Linked DNA regions of Mus musculus: region 1 is linked to region 2. The links are chromatin contacts, called in public HiChIP or PLAC-seq maps. All regions are on one chromosome and are shown on one strand. Each heading gives the region's core, a stretch centred on a gene start, on an enhancer-like site or on the middle of the called end of the contact. The rest is flanking DNA. Distances are from core to core; before and after follow the strand shown.

What was found. HiChIP or PLAC-seq counts read pairs in DNA pulled down with a chosen protein or histone mark.
Region 1: an H3K27ac HiChIP or PLAC-seq map of embryonic stem cells shows a contact between it and region 2, with 9 read pairs. The contact joins two enhancer-like sites. A contact is called at or near these places in 1 of 484 Hi-C or Micro-C datasets (embryonic stem cells), 6 of 115 datasets of contacts at active chromatin or transcription factors (embryonic fibroblasts and embryonic stem cells) and 3 of 9 other capture datasets (adipose tissue, liver and pancreatic islet).

Annotation. Positions count from the first base shown.
Region 1 is chr17:66,474,892-66,482,325 of GRCm38.p6, forward strand. No RefSeq gene overlaps it. Among named protein-coding and RNA genes, the nearest start is that of Gm41608, 28 kb to the right of the region's middle. RefSeq lists an enhancer at 3,505-7,254. Within about 2 kb of position 4,615, at least 124 of the 459 cell types and tissues checked have an H3K27ac peak or open chromatin away from gene starts, as enhancers often do. A contact at or near this core is called in embryonic stem cells, where this site is marked.
Region 2 is chr17:66,376,272-66,382,745 of GRCm38.p6, forward strand. It overlaps Mtcl1 (microtubule crosslinking factor 1), which reads right to left. Exons shown (of 14, transcript NM_172963.4): 5 at 2,858-4,165; 6 at 1,582-1,740. Among named protein-coding and RNA genes, the nearest start is that of Mtcl1, 70 kb to the right of the region's middle. Within about 2 kb of position 4,115, at least 8 of the 459 cell types and tissues checked have an H3K27ac peak or open chromatin away from gene starts, as enhancers often do. A contact at or near this core is called in embryonic stem cells, where this site is marked.

The DNA of each region.
Region 1 (7,434 bases), core at 3,365-5,864, 99 kb after region 2:
AAGAGTGTCTCAGGGTTTCTATTGCTGCCTTGGAACACCATAACTGAAAAAGCAAGTTGGAGAAGAAAGGGTTTATTCAGCTTACACTTCCACATTGCTGTTCATCACCAAAGGAAGTCAGGACAGGAACTGGAGCAGGGCAAGATCCTGGAGGCAGGAGCTGATGCAGAGGCTGTTAAGGAATGCTGTTTCCCGTGGCTTACTCAGCCTGCTCTTATAGAACCCAGGACCACTTGGCCAGGGATGGCGCCACCCACCGTGGTCAGGGTCCTCCCCCATTAATCACTAACTGAGAAAATGTCCTACAACTGAATCTCATAGAGGCATTTCCTCCCTCTCTGGTGACTCTAGCTTGTGCTGACAGTATAAAGAGTAAGTTTGGTTCTTGAATCACTCTGCCCCAATTTAATACTCGGTCTGTTCTTCCCACATATACTCTGTCACAGTGCCATTAGACCCTGAACTCAGCTGCACCAGTGCTGGCAAACCTCCAGAACCAGGAGCTACATAGACCTCTTTATAAAGCCACCTACTGCAGGTCTTACAGTATACTCAGAACAACGGGCTACTAGAGCCAGGGAGGAAGGCATTCTGGCTAAACCAACATAACAGGATTCTTGATAAGAACAGGTCAGAGTCAGACAAGATCTGGGGGATGGTGGGCAGTGAGAACCTGATCCTTCACTGGGGATAGGACTCGTTAACTAACGGAGCAGGATTCTTTGCGAACACTAGATGTTACAAGAAAGTCCATAGAAGGTCTGAGAAATCATTCGGGAACCTAACTAAAGTTAGAGTCTTTGACATTGTTCCGCCACATTCTCCTTTCCAAAAATTGCACCAGTGTTGGGATAACCTTTCCTGTACATTGTGTGGAGGCGTATCTCTGTAATTTCAATTATTAATTCTGTACTGGCAGAGCGCTAAATGCCGGCAGGCTTTCAGTATTGTCATTTCTATGGGCCCATCACAAGACTTGCTATTTTGTAAATATTCATCCTTCTTGGCTGGGCATGGTGACACACGCCTTTAATCCCAGCACTGCAGAGGCAGAGGCAGGCAGATTTCTGAGTTCGAGGCCAGCCTGGTCTACAAAGTGAGTTCCAGGACAGCCAGGGCTATTCAGAGAAACCCTGTCTTGAAAAACAAAACAAAACAAAAGAACAAAAAAATCCTTCCTCATCTCCCTAGAATTGTATCAGAGATTGTCTTGCTACTGACTGGTGTAATAAAGATAGCCAATACCTGGGCAGGAAGGAGGAGGGTGGAACTTGCTGGAAGATAGAATGATGGGGTTGGGAGAAGAAATAAGGAGACCCAAGAGAGAACAGAGGTGGAAGAGACATGGACCACAGCACAACAGAGAAGGGTAGAGAGCTAGCCCACCTAGTAGGTCATAAGCTAGGACAGACAGGTTAAGTTAGATGAGGCACCTGGAGATGGTCCCAGCAAAAGGCCTAAGCTGTAGACTCTATTAGAAGCCTCTGTGTCGTAATTTACACTGTTGGTGGGTCTGAGAGAGTCCTACTAAATACTGGTTCAAGGACTTCAGTGTGAGCCTCTGGCTGACACTTTCAGGAGGACATGCTTAGCAGCACGGCCGTTTGAGCAATCCCAGGTTGCTTAGCAAGCACAGCTCACAGACTCAGCTCTCAGCCTCACAGAGCAGGTAGCATCACAGATCTGAAGCTCAGGAGACCAGGGAGCCACACATGTCCTTCACACTCTCTGTACAAGGGTGGCCATTTCATTAGAAATTCTCTTTTTATGAAAAAGGTGACAGAAAAATCATGGACTTGGAAGATTGTACCATGATTCCAAGGACATAAACCACATTGTTAGCTGGGATCTGAATGCTGGATGCATGTGTTTTGTGTAAAACTGTGACCAAAGGGAGGGTTACCATCCTGCAGAGATGATGACTTTTAAAAAAAGATTTATTGATTTATTATATGTAAGTACTCTGTAGCTGTCTTCAGACACACCAGAAGAGGACATTCGATCTCATTACAGATGGTTGTGAGCCACCATGTGGTTGCTGGGATTTGAACTCAGGACCTTCAGAAGAGCAGTCAGTGCTCTTACCCATTGAGCCATCTCACCAGCCCGATGATGATCTGTAGGTTGCTTGAAGTGTCTATAACGGAGTTACATTCAATTTGGCCTTTGTATACTCTCTTGATTTCTCTTTTCTCTTGCCTCAAAAATGCCTTTTCTATTTGTTCGAGTTTGAATCTGGTCAATATTTTTAGGATTTTCACACAATAGAGGTCACTTTTGAAAAAAATTGTATTGTGTGTTTTGCCTACATATATGTCCGCTTACCACATGTTACCTGGTGCCTTCGGAGGCCAGACAAGTGCTAGGATCCGTAGGTTGAGAATTACAGATGGGTGTGATCCACTGTGTGGGCACTGAACCTGGTTCCTCTGGAAAACCCAGCTAGTGCTCTTAACCACTGAGCCATCTTTCCAGCCCAGAGGTCCCTTTTGTTTGTTTGCTTGAGACAGGGTGTCAGGCATATCAGACTGGCTTTGAACATGGTGTATAGCAGGGGCATGGCCTTGTACTTCTAATTCTTCTGCTTTATTCTGGCGTGGCACTGTTCCCCATTTCCAGCTTGTAGCTGTTTTGGGTTAATTTCCTACTGCTGTGACAAAACACCATGACCAGAAGAAAGAATAAAAAAAGCTGTGTGGTGGTAGCACATGCCTTTAATGCCAACAGGAGGTGTGTGTGTGTGTGTGTGTGTGTGTGTGTGTGTGTCTGTCTGTCTGTCTGTCTGTCTGTCTGTCTGTCTGAGTTTGAGACCAGCCTGGTCTCATACATGTCCTGAATCAAGTCCCAAGACAGGCAGTGCTACACAGAGAAACTCTACCCTGAAAAAAAACCCAGAGTTAGCCGGGCGTGGTGGCGCACACCTTTAATCCCAGCACTCGGGAGGCAGAGGCAGGCGGATTTCTGAGTTTGAGGCCAGCCTGGTCTACACAGTGAGTTCCAGGATAGCCAGGGCTATACAGAGAAACCCTGTCTCTAAGAAAACAAAAACAAAAACAAAAACACAGAGTTGCCTTTCTTGCAGAAGCAATGCTCCAGAGTCCTGTTCACACCATGGGATGCTTGGTGGCCATTTCAAGGTGAAATGGCTTACCTCCTGAATTTGGAATTTTTTTTCAAATTTCCTTTCCCATTTTATAAAGAGAAAATAGCTACTTACAGGAGGAAAATGAAGGGTTAAAATATTTTATAATGAAGTATTTTCTCAATCAAATAAAATGGGGTCAACTACCAACTTGAATGTTTCACATCTTATCTTACGTTGCTTGAGAGACTTGTACCACTCCCATTTCTCATTTATAAGTGCAAAAACCTCACTCTTTTCTCCACATTATTCAAGCTGAGAAGTCTATCACTACTAGCACTTGCCACATTTACAAACGTAAACCACCCAAAGATGAAGATCAATTTAGCTGATGAAAACTTAGAGCAGGATACTTTGGCTCACACAGAACCAGTGTGTGCACGGTAATCTTTTTCCTACGGTGGATTACAGAGGCCACATGTCATCATCTATCTGCAGACTAGAAATAGACTGTTTCATTGCATTCTACCCAGAGAGCGGGTGTCGCTGGCAGGCCCTCAAAGTAGCTAAGAGTGAGTCTAGCTCTTGCAGAAGACCTAAGGGAGGACCCTAGCCCATCACATGAGGTGACTCCCAATCACTTATGACTCCAGTGTCAGGACATCTGCCACCCTCCGGTCTGCACAGGCACCTTCATGAAATGGTACACATAAAATTCACACAGATGCATGCACATACACGTTAGTAAAAATACATAAATCTTTTAAAACATGACTGTGTTTAAAAAAAAAAATCGTGTGATACATACATGCCCATGCACAATTATTGTTTGTCAATTAAAAGAAGAGACGGGTATGGTGGTATGCGTGTATGCCTGTCTGTTTGAGTATGTCTGTGTATGTGAGTACAGGTGCCAATCAGAGGCCAGAAGGGTCAGATCCTTTGGAGATGGAGTTATATCGGTGGTTGTGAGCTGCCTGACATGGGTGCTGGGGACTGAGTCAGGCTCTCTGTAGGGCAATCGCTTCCCTTAACCGCCGTGCCCTTTCCAGCCTCTAGTGATTATCAATGAAAGCCCTTTGGAGACCAGCAGGCTCTGGAAAAAGCTTTCCCTGATATCCCTTAACCTGCCTCAATATTGGACCATCAAAAAAGGAAAACCATTGCATTCGTCTCCTTTCTGAGGCTTGGCGGAACTGACGCCCAGCCGGCTCTGTTCCAAGCTGTCCTCTGGACTCATTCTCTCCTCCTCCGTATCGCTTGTACCCCCCTGTCCCCTCTAAAACAGTGTATAGAGACCTCAGGCCTCAGCGCTCCTGGTACCACCGACCTCCTTCCCTCACAAAGACAAGAGGGCAGGGAAGCGTGGATCAGCTCTCCAAACCACACTCCTAGAGGACAGGTGACAGAGGGAGAGCATGACAGACAGTGGAGAAAGGAGGAAAGCAAGACTAGCGTGCCTCAGCCCACGCATGCTCCGAGGAGCTGTGCTCGCCCGCTTAGGCAGCCTCAGCGCACGCATGCTCCGAGGAGCTGTACGAACCCACCAGGCTGCATGTAGGTTGTGGGCCAAGACTGTATGAGAGTCTCTGAAGGGAGTTTCCATTCTGCTGGTTAGAAGCCATGGATCCTAGATAAGTCACTTTCCCTCTATCTTGGAGTCCCTGGTTCAGACATCAGGTGACCAAAATCCGCTTGTTTCGCAAGCTCCTTTGAGAATAAATTCATCCAAAACGGGGAGTTGTGACAGAAGCCTGTAAATTCAGCACTTGGAAGCGGGGGTGGGGGGTTAGGAGGGTGGGGGAAGATAGGCCGTTCAAGGTCATCCTTAACCAAGAAGTGGGGGAAGAAACAGAAAGGAAGACAGAATAGGCAGCTATTGATATGGAAATCCAGTACGGCACACAGCACCCTTTGCCACAGCCTCCACCTCCGACCCTGCGCTTTGCATACAGCTGGAGCCTTCCCTCTGAAGTCACTGAGCCTACGGGTGTCTAGAGGGACAAAGAAAGGCGCGGCTGTTGCGGGAGCTGTAGAATAAAGGTTTAGCCCGGACCCCTATTGTCCTGCCTTCTTACTCTTGTTTTCACATTTCAATTAGCAAAGCTGAACTGGGAGGCCAACTCTTTGTTTTCGTCGTAGCCTAACTCAAATTCAACGCTAACCTGAAGAATCTGTGGTACGGCGATAAAAATAAAGTGGTCAAATCGGAGGTTGTCAGTCACAAACCAAAAGGGCCTACGCAAAGTCATAATCCTAAGGAGGGCATTTTAGGATGACTTTCAAAACAAAGTTAGCCTCTTTTTTGGGAGGGGGTTGTGTGTGTGTCTGGGCGGGTTCTTCTCGGCTTAAACAGGCTCCTCCTGGGCAGAAGTTACTGTGGCTTGGAGAGCCCAGTATTGCCTATCTGATGGGTCCCAGGGCCTCCCCGCCCTGGTTCAACGTGATCCGATTAGCTGGCAGTCTCCGGAGGTCAGGAGCCCAGCTGCAAGTGCAAATTGGTCTTGGGAAAGGGTGTGGCTTCCAGTCTCTGCTAGTCTCCCCCACATCAGCAGGGCTGCTTTCCTTGGTAAAATTCAGGAGGACTGGAGGAGGAGAGAATTTTTATCGAGTCCTTAGCATTGAGGCGACCCTGTGCACTGGTACAGGCTGACCTCCCCTCATCAGCGCAGATGGCCTGCAGCCAGTGTGACCAGCCCCCAGCCTCCCGTTCCCTCATAGATTGCTCAGTGCCACTGATCCACCCGCGACTGTCGCTGTTTATGATTTAATTTATACTAATAGGTTAAAGCGTAGCTGTGACATTTGTCATTTTGTATGGGAGCAACATGCTTCTGTAAGGCAATTAACGCTAAATGCTCACTACAGTACGGTAGTGACGCTTGTCTGTGTGAATTGTTATTGAAGTACGCCAAGGCAGATTTCCCAAACAGTAAGCGTACACTGCCGATTTAAATTGATCCTTGTACCCACAAAGTCACATTACTGCACACGGAATTTCCTTTCTTGCTTGCTTCCCTCCTTGGCAGACACAATTGATCACCAGTCACCATCCATTCAGACACTCATTTACACCTTCAGGACACACCTGCCATCAGGCCCATCCCCAAGTGTCTTAGGAGTAATTACATCACACACCAACCGCCAGGCTGAGAGGCAGGGGAATCTCATGAATGTGAACAGAATGTGTTTATAAAAAGATAAAGGGGGGGGGGGCAGTATGTTTTATGGAGGTGTAGTCAGGTATGGGGAAAGGAGGTGCCTTGGCGGCCCATGCTGAGGCATCCCTTCCCCCTGAGGGACCAGCACATGACGGGATAGTATAGAATAGAGTTTATTAAGGACATGGGGAAGGGAGTTAAGAGGGTAGTAGAGGCAGCAAAAGGAAGAGGAGAGGAGAGGGAAAGGTGGGGGGAGAAGTAGAGGCCGGCCATAAGCAATGAGTACATGGAGACATGGGGATGGAGGGGGGGCAGGGAATGGGGAGAAAGAAGGCAAGAAAGCAACAGAGTGAGGAGGGGCCAAGTGGCCCCTTTTATAGTGAGTCAGGCATACTTAGCGATTGCTAGGTAACTGTGGGGCGGAGCTTAGACTGAATGCTAACAGTCTACACTTCTGTTTTTTGTTTGTTTGTTTGTTTTCGAGACAGGGTTTCTCTGTATAGCCCTGGCTGTCCTGGAACTCACTTTGTAGACCAGGCTGGCCTCGAACTCAGAAATCTGCCTGCCTCTGCCTCCCAAGTGCTGGGATTAAAGGCGTGCGCCACCACCGCCCGGCTACAAAATGAGTTCTAGGACACCCAGGTCTACCCAGAGAAGCCACGTCTTGAAACACCAAACCAAAGAAATAAGTAAACAGATGAATGGACGTATAAATATGGTCCTGTCGAGCCTTGATATGAATATGGCTATGTCTCTGAGATTGGCTCAAGTCAATCACAACACACATTATAAAATACAGAAGTTTACTGTTGTTCTTTTCTTTTCTTTAAAGATTTTTTTTTTTTTTTTTTTTTTTTTTTTGGTTTTTTGAGACAGGGTTTCTCTGTGTAGCCCTGGCTGTCCTGGAACTCACTTTGTAGACCAGGCTGGCCTCGAACTCAGAAATCCGCCTGCCTCTGCCTCCCGAGTGCTGGGATTAAAGGCATGCGCCACCATGCCCGGCTTAAAGATTTATTTATTTTATGTACATCATCACTATCTTCAGACACAGTCATCAGAACCCAATGGTTGTGAGCCACCCTGTGGTTGCTAGGAATTGAACTCAGAACCTCTGGAGGAGCAGCCAGTGTTCTGAACTGCTGAGCCATCGCTCCAGCCCATACTATTGTTATAACTCGATAATGACTTATT
Region 2 (6,474 bases), core at 2,865-5,364:
GAAGGGAAGATGTATGGTTCTTGCCCCTTCTAGGAAACATCTCCCTTGTCCTGGCCGTCTTCCATTTTCTCATTTCTTCCTTTAAAATATGTATATACCACTGAAAGGAACCTGGACAGATATTTGAAAGAATGATGGTACTATGCTAAAGTCATTGAATGGTAGCCAGAAATACAGCCATGGATAGTATAAGCTCTGGGCTGCCTGGCCCAGCTGTCTTGGAACCCTGGAGCAGGCTGAGACCATTCTGGACTCAATTCTGTTCCATAGCACTGTCTTGAGAGGAATGGGGAGGGGGACTTAGGGTCGGTCTCTCCAAAGGCCTCATTTGTGTCATCCACAGAAGAAGGGAATTAAGTCTGAAGATCAGACGTGTCCTCCCAGGCTCTCTGTGCTGTGCTGGTGGTGGTGCTATGTCACCTTCCAGATTTACTCATCTACCTTTCCTGGAGACTGACTGTCCATCTGTATTTGATTCAATTACGTGTTCTCTCTGCAACACTGTGGCTGGTTCCTGAACGCTGTGATGTCTGCGAGTGCAGCACCCTGCTGTCACTTCAGTATCAACAGGACCAAGGTGAGGTGAGGGTTACAGACCTTCTCTTGCCAGGACATACGACAATAACCAGCCTCTGGAGGTAGGGGATCCAGTTCTTAAATAGTCCATCACAGGAAGAGACCACTGACTGACGACCACGTGCTGAGGAACCGTGGCACCCAAAGACAAGGAAGTGACCTGGACCGCTCTATCCTTTGTTCTTAACCCTCCTTTGTGCTGTCTGAAGCATGAGGTTCCGGGAGAGGCAGTCCCCACTCACAGCTTAAGGGATCTCCTGAGATTCACCGCGGGAGCACAGGAGGTGAGCAGAGCAGAACTTGGACCCGTGGCATAGATGGAAAATAGCTCCGCGTCTTGCTCAGGAGACCAAGCTGGTAGTGCATATCCAGCCTAGAGCCCTGGGGCTCAAAACGCCTCTGATAGGAATAGATGAGTGGTACACCACTCATCAAAGGCTGGAGAAAGTGTCTTCCCGGGTGTCTGTCCCGGTGATGAATCACCCTGGAGCCATTTGAAAAGTGTGCGTTTGTGTCTCCTCGAGCAACTACCAACGTTGTGGGATAGAGGCCTTCCCTGTGTGCTGTACAGGCTAACAAAGAGGCTTTCTTGTGAAAGTTTCAGAGTCCTGAAACACTAAAACTCACGAAATCCATGGGGAAATGGATAGCTCCAGTATGAGGCTACTCTGTTACATTTTAGTTATATAACCGAGGATTAAAGTGGATATACTTAACTCTGTCCAAAGATTGTACTGGGGAAACATTAAAGAAAATGTGACAGGGGGTGCTCTCCCTAGAGGGCCAGGGGCTCTGCCAGTCTCTGCCCCTCACGGGGGCTTCTCTCCACAAGTAGATGGTGATTCTGCTTGCTTCTGTTAAATTGCATACTGCTTGCTATATGCATACATGCTCAGCTCTTCCTATCCCAGGCCTGTGAGTCCAGAATTCATCCCCCCAGCTCATGAAGCACCCACTCAGGGAAGGGAGGTGAAAGACCAGCAGTGAGCCCGGCAGCTCACTTACCTCTAGGTTGAAACAGCTCTGGCCTCCCAGCCCATGGTGGCTCCCGGAATCCCCATCCGCGCGCCGGTGCAGCTCCCGAGTGGCTCGGAGACGCAGGCCCTCTCGCTCGTCCCCTCGATCCTGATTGAGCTGCCATTCCAGCTGCTCTCTCAGTTTGGACTGTGAGGTGCATGAAGGGGATTTATTTCACTTTTGCTTTTAATTTTTCAATGGGAAATAGAAGACAAAGGGGTAGGTAAAAGCTGGAGGAGGTGGAGGGTAAAACATGAAGTGGGTAGACAATGGGAAGAACTATCAGACAGAGAAGAGCGTGAATTAAAAAAAGAAAAGAAATCAACGCAAACACCTAAGAGAGCGAACAAAACGGAACTAGAATGGGTATGAGCGAAAGGAGGAACTAACGTGGAAAGCAGATCTAGGGGGCGGATATGTGTAACACTGGATATAAGACACATGCAATGGGGACACAGGCACACTACCCATGAAGGACACGGGGAAGAGGCTCTGCCTTCCTTACTTGTGGGTTGAGCAGCCAAAGCCACAGTCCGGGGCAGCAGCTGGGCCATGCACCCAGGGCGAAACTCCCCTTGGCCCTCACCCTGGGCGGCGAGGGAGGGCGGCAGGAGCGCGTGGCAGCCGCAGCCGGGGGTTTTCCTTCAAAACCAGCCTCCTCAGAACTGGCTCCTCTCCCCCATCCCGGATTATCTTCCAGAGGGAGTGGGTGGGCCTGGGATGCCTGAGACTTCTCAGAACTGCACTTGTCCCTCTGGTGATAAACCAGAGGGAGTCGGGCGCTTGTTAACTGAGTCTAAGTGTCCTGACTGTGATGGGAGTCGGTATTTTGTCTGAAACTCCTCATAGCTTCTTCGTCAGGGTGGCTGGTTAGTTGAGACACCAAGAGAGGTGCAATGGAAGGCTGCATCCGTCCCTAGCGCCTCCACTGGGCGTGGCCTTGTCGTGAAAGGCCCTCTAAACCACGAATAGTGGTGTGATTAAGGTAGAAGAGAACAGGGGAAGGAACAAGGAAATAAAAAACGAACTTACAAAACAAAATTAAAAAAAAAAAAAAAAAAAAAAAAAAAAAAAAAAAAAACAAAAGAAAGAAAGAAACCAACCGAGAGAAAGGATTTAGTTGACGCGGAGACTTTAGTACAATGCAGGTCTGAACTTAAAACCAAGCAGCCGTAAGCAGTGCGAGCCCTAGAGCAGCAATGCCAGCGAAGAGGAGGAGGAAGAACGAGACGGAGCAGGGAGGCAAGGCTGGGAGCCCCCTTACCTGCAAGTCTGGGCCCAACTCCTTTCCCAGGGTCCCGATGGGGGAGTCCCGGGACACAGAAGTCACAGTGGAGAGGAAGCTGGATGACTCTGTGAGGTGGGATAAGGGCGAGAGACCATCCACAATCCGGGACATCTGCTCCAGGAAGGCCTGCAGCTCTTTCCTGAAAGCCTTCATCCTCACATTGATGGTCTCCAACAAGTGGGGCTCACTCGGGCTGTTGCCCTCACCTCCTCCGCCTTGGACTCCAGGTGAGGCCAATCCATTGCCCCGCAGTCCTGAGTCGTGGATGAAACCATCTGTATCAGAGATGAGGCGCTCCACAGTCCGCTCAAGCCGCTGAGCCTCCAGCTTTATGGTCACCAGGCACTCGGTATCCTCCCGGACCCTTAGCAGCTCTGCCGGGCATGGCTCACTAGCCTCCGACGGCTTTCCGCTTCCGAAGCCCGAGGTCTTCTCAAACATGTCCTCCGAGTCGCTCTCCCCACCAACAGGGCCTTCTCGCTTTGGCTGGGGAAGGCGGCCCTCCTCCCCATCGCTCTCTTTCTTGCCCGCGTCACTCTCGGCATCACTGTCCCGGGGGCTAGGAGCGCGCAGCCCCAGATGTGCGGCGAGGTCACCCCGTTGGGCATTGGACAGAAGCAGCCGGTTCTCACACTGCAGCTTCAGTACCTTCCCGCTCAGCTCATCGATCTGTAGCCTGGCTGACTTCAGCTCCTCCTGCAGGGGAACGCTGGCCGCGGGGCCCTTAGACACACCGTCCCCAAGCCACCCTGACTCCTGGTGAGGCTCAAACTTGAACTTGCTCAGCTCGTGGGTCAACTGCCGGTTGTGATCTTCAATCTCAGAGATGGATCTCCTCAGCAGCTCAGCCTCTTCTTCCACAAACTGCAGGTGCCGGCGGAGCTCCGTGGAGGACTCCATTGAGTCTCCGAAGGGTGAGGTAGGAGTGCTTGGCACGTGGTCCCTGCCTGTTCCCTCGCGTTCATGCTGAACCCGTATGTCTTCCATCTCTGCTTTGAGGCCACGGTTTTCCACCTCCAGCTCCACGATCTTCCTGCCCAAGATGCTGGCTTCCTCCTCCACCAACTTCAGCCGCAGTTTCAGCTCTGCCTCCCTGGTGCTGGGGGGACCACCAGCCTCCCCTGTTGGGAGGGGACTGTCCACATCACCATAGAGGGACTTATACTTCTGCAGTTCCTGCTCCAACTCGTCCTTCTCCCGCCCCAACTTGGCCATCTTTTTGCGCATCAGGGAAGCTTCCTCTTTGACAAACTGAAGCTGACACTTCAAATCCGCACTGTCATCCTGCCAGGCAAGAATAGCCCGAGGGAGGGTTATCTGAAAATACCAAATGTGTGCTTTTTATGGGCCCCTCACACCTTACCCTTAACACACACACATGCATGCACATGTACACACACATATACACACACACATGCACCTGCACACACACACACACACACACACACACACACACACACACACATTCTTCCTGTTGGTGCTGTTGGCTTGTGGAAAGAGAGGCGCCATGCCAGAGCAGCAGTGAGTCTTGGAGTCTTTGCAGATGGAACCCTAAAATGACCCATAGTTTGTTGCTTTGTCAAGAAGCTGAAAAGTGGGCTGGTGAGATGGCTCAGCGGGTAAGAGCACCCGACTGCTCTTCCGAAGGTCCAGAGTTCAAATCCCAGCAACCATATGGTGGCTCACAACCACCTTTAACAAGATCTGACTCCCTCTTCTGGTGTGTCTGAAGACAGCTACAGTGTACTTACATATAATAATAAATAAATTTAAAAAAAAAAAAAAAAAAAAAAGAAGCTGAAAAGTTAGTTTTGGGGAAGACCATGCAACACAGAAACCAGCACACAAGTTATAAATGAAGAAGGATGAAGAAGGGGAAAGTGAATGAAGTCTAAGATCCATTTGCAACATGGTGGCCAGTGGTGACTTTGCAGATCCAGCCTGGCACATCAGCAGCACTCTGAGCAAGTCACCAAAGTCCTTCATCAAAACCTGACGGTAAAGCTAACAGGATTCAGGGACTACATCTATCTGGTGGCCACTGTAAATGTCCCTCAGATGTCTGAAAATCCAGAAGGTTCCACCAGGTCAATGAGGTTGAACAACTCTTATAATAATAATAAGTTAGAGCCTCGCTTTTCCACTGACTAGCTGAGGGGCATGAGACGGGGTAATCCATCTTTCCACTTGGCATGTGTCCTTCCTCAAGGCTCCCCAAATGACATGAAGACAGAGGCCGTAGTCGGCATCTCAGAGCTTTCCAAGCTGAAGTGCCACATGAGAACACACCCTGACATCTAGGACATTTTGCTTAGTACAAGTGAAGACATCTGGGCTCCTTGCCGGGCTAGAGCCACTTTGGAGCCTTTTGTTCTGGTCCTCTGTTTTGGTTGCTGTGACACAGCAGGAAATTAAACAGAGACCAGAGAAAGAAGCTAAGTGTTTGAAAATCTGAGAAGTAGTTCTCAACAGAATTCCAGGGAATCCAGAGTACTGCCCAGGACACGTTAAGACAGTCAGCTACCTTTTCAGCCTGGGTCCCGGGCCTTCAGGTAATCTATACTATCTTGGCTTACCGGATTGTTGTATCTTTTGTGTTCAGGATATACGAACAGTGAATTTCATAAAGCAGTTCTGTTAAACTGAGGGGGGAATACTGAGGCCTGCAAAGCCCCCCGAACCCCCATCACATGGAGAGTGTGCTGACACCTGCTCTGAGACTTGCTGAGCGGTGGCTGTCCAGGCTGTCACCCACGTGGTAGACACGTCAGCCTTCTGTGCATGGCTGTTTGTGTCCCCGCTGTCTGGGAGGCTCTATGAAGTCCCCGAGCTCAGAGAACCATAGCTATTTCTCTGTCACAACCTGGCAGAACAAAGCCATCTGACACTGAGATATAGAAACTATTTGCTTAGTGCCTTGCCCGCTTCTCCCTGACCACAGACAGACTCATGGAAGGAGAACTGAGTGACCCAGACAACTGCAGAAAGCATGATGTGCAGAGCGTCCCCTGGGGCCTAATGTACCCTATGTGTGGTCCATCATTGTCCCCTGGGACCTCTTCCCCAACACCCACCCTCTGTGTACTATGGAGAGCCATCTACACAGGTCACAATCTTCGAGTTCTTAACATTTTCACACTAAGGATTTAGTTTTGGTTAGGTAGACAAAAACAAAACAAAACAAAACAACTCCATAACTAACTCCATGACTTCTCTTGTTCTGGTTTTGGGGACAGGGTTTCTCTGTGTAGCCCTGACTGTCTTAGAACTCACTCTGGCCAAGTGAACTGACTCTTAGACCAAGCTGGCCTTGAACTCACAGAGATCCGACCATCTCTGCCTCTTGGGTGTTGGGATTGAAGGCGAGTACCACCATGCCCAGCGGCTCTGCTCTTTTAACCACTAGCAAAATGGGTCCATAGATTCTGTGGCTGTAATTTCTTTCTCAGGATTTCATGCAAAAGTTGTAAGGACACACAGTGTGCCTGATCCTGACACTAACGAATGCACACCTGCTCCTTCCCTCATCCATCCATTCATCCATCCATCCATCCATCCATCCATCCATCCATCCATCCAGTGTCTATTGAATA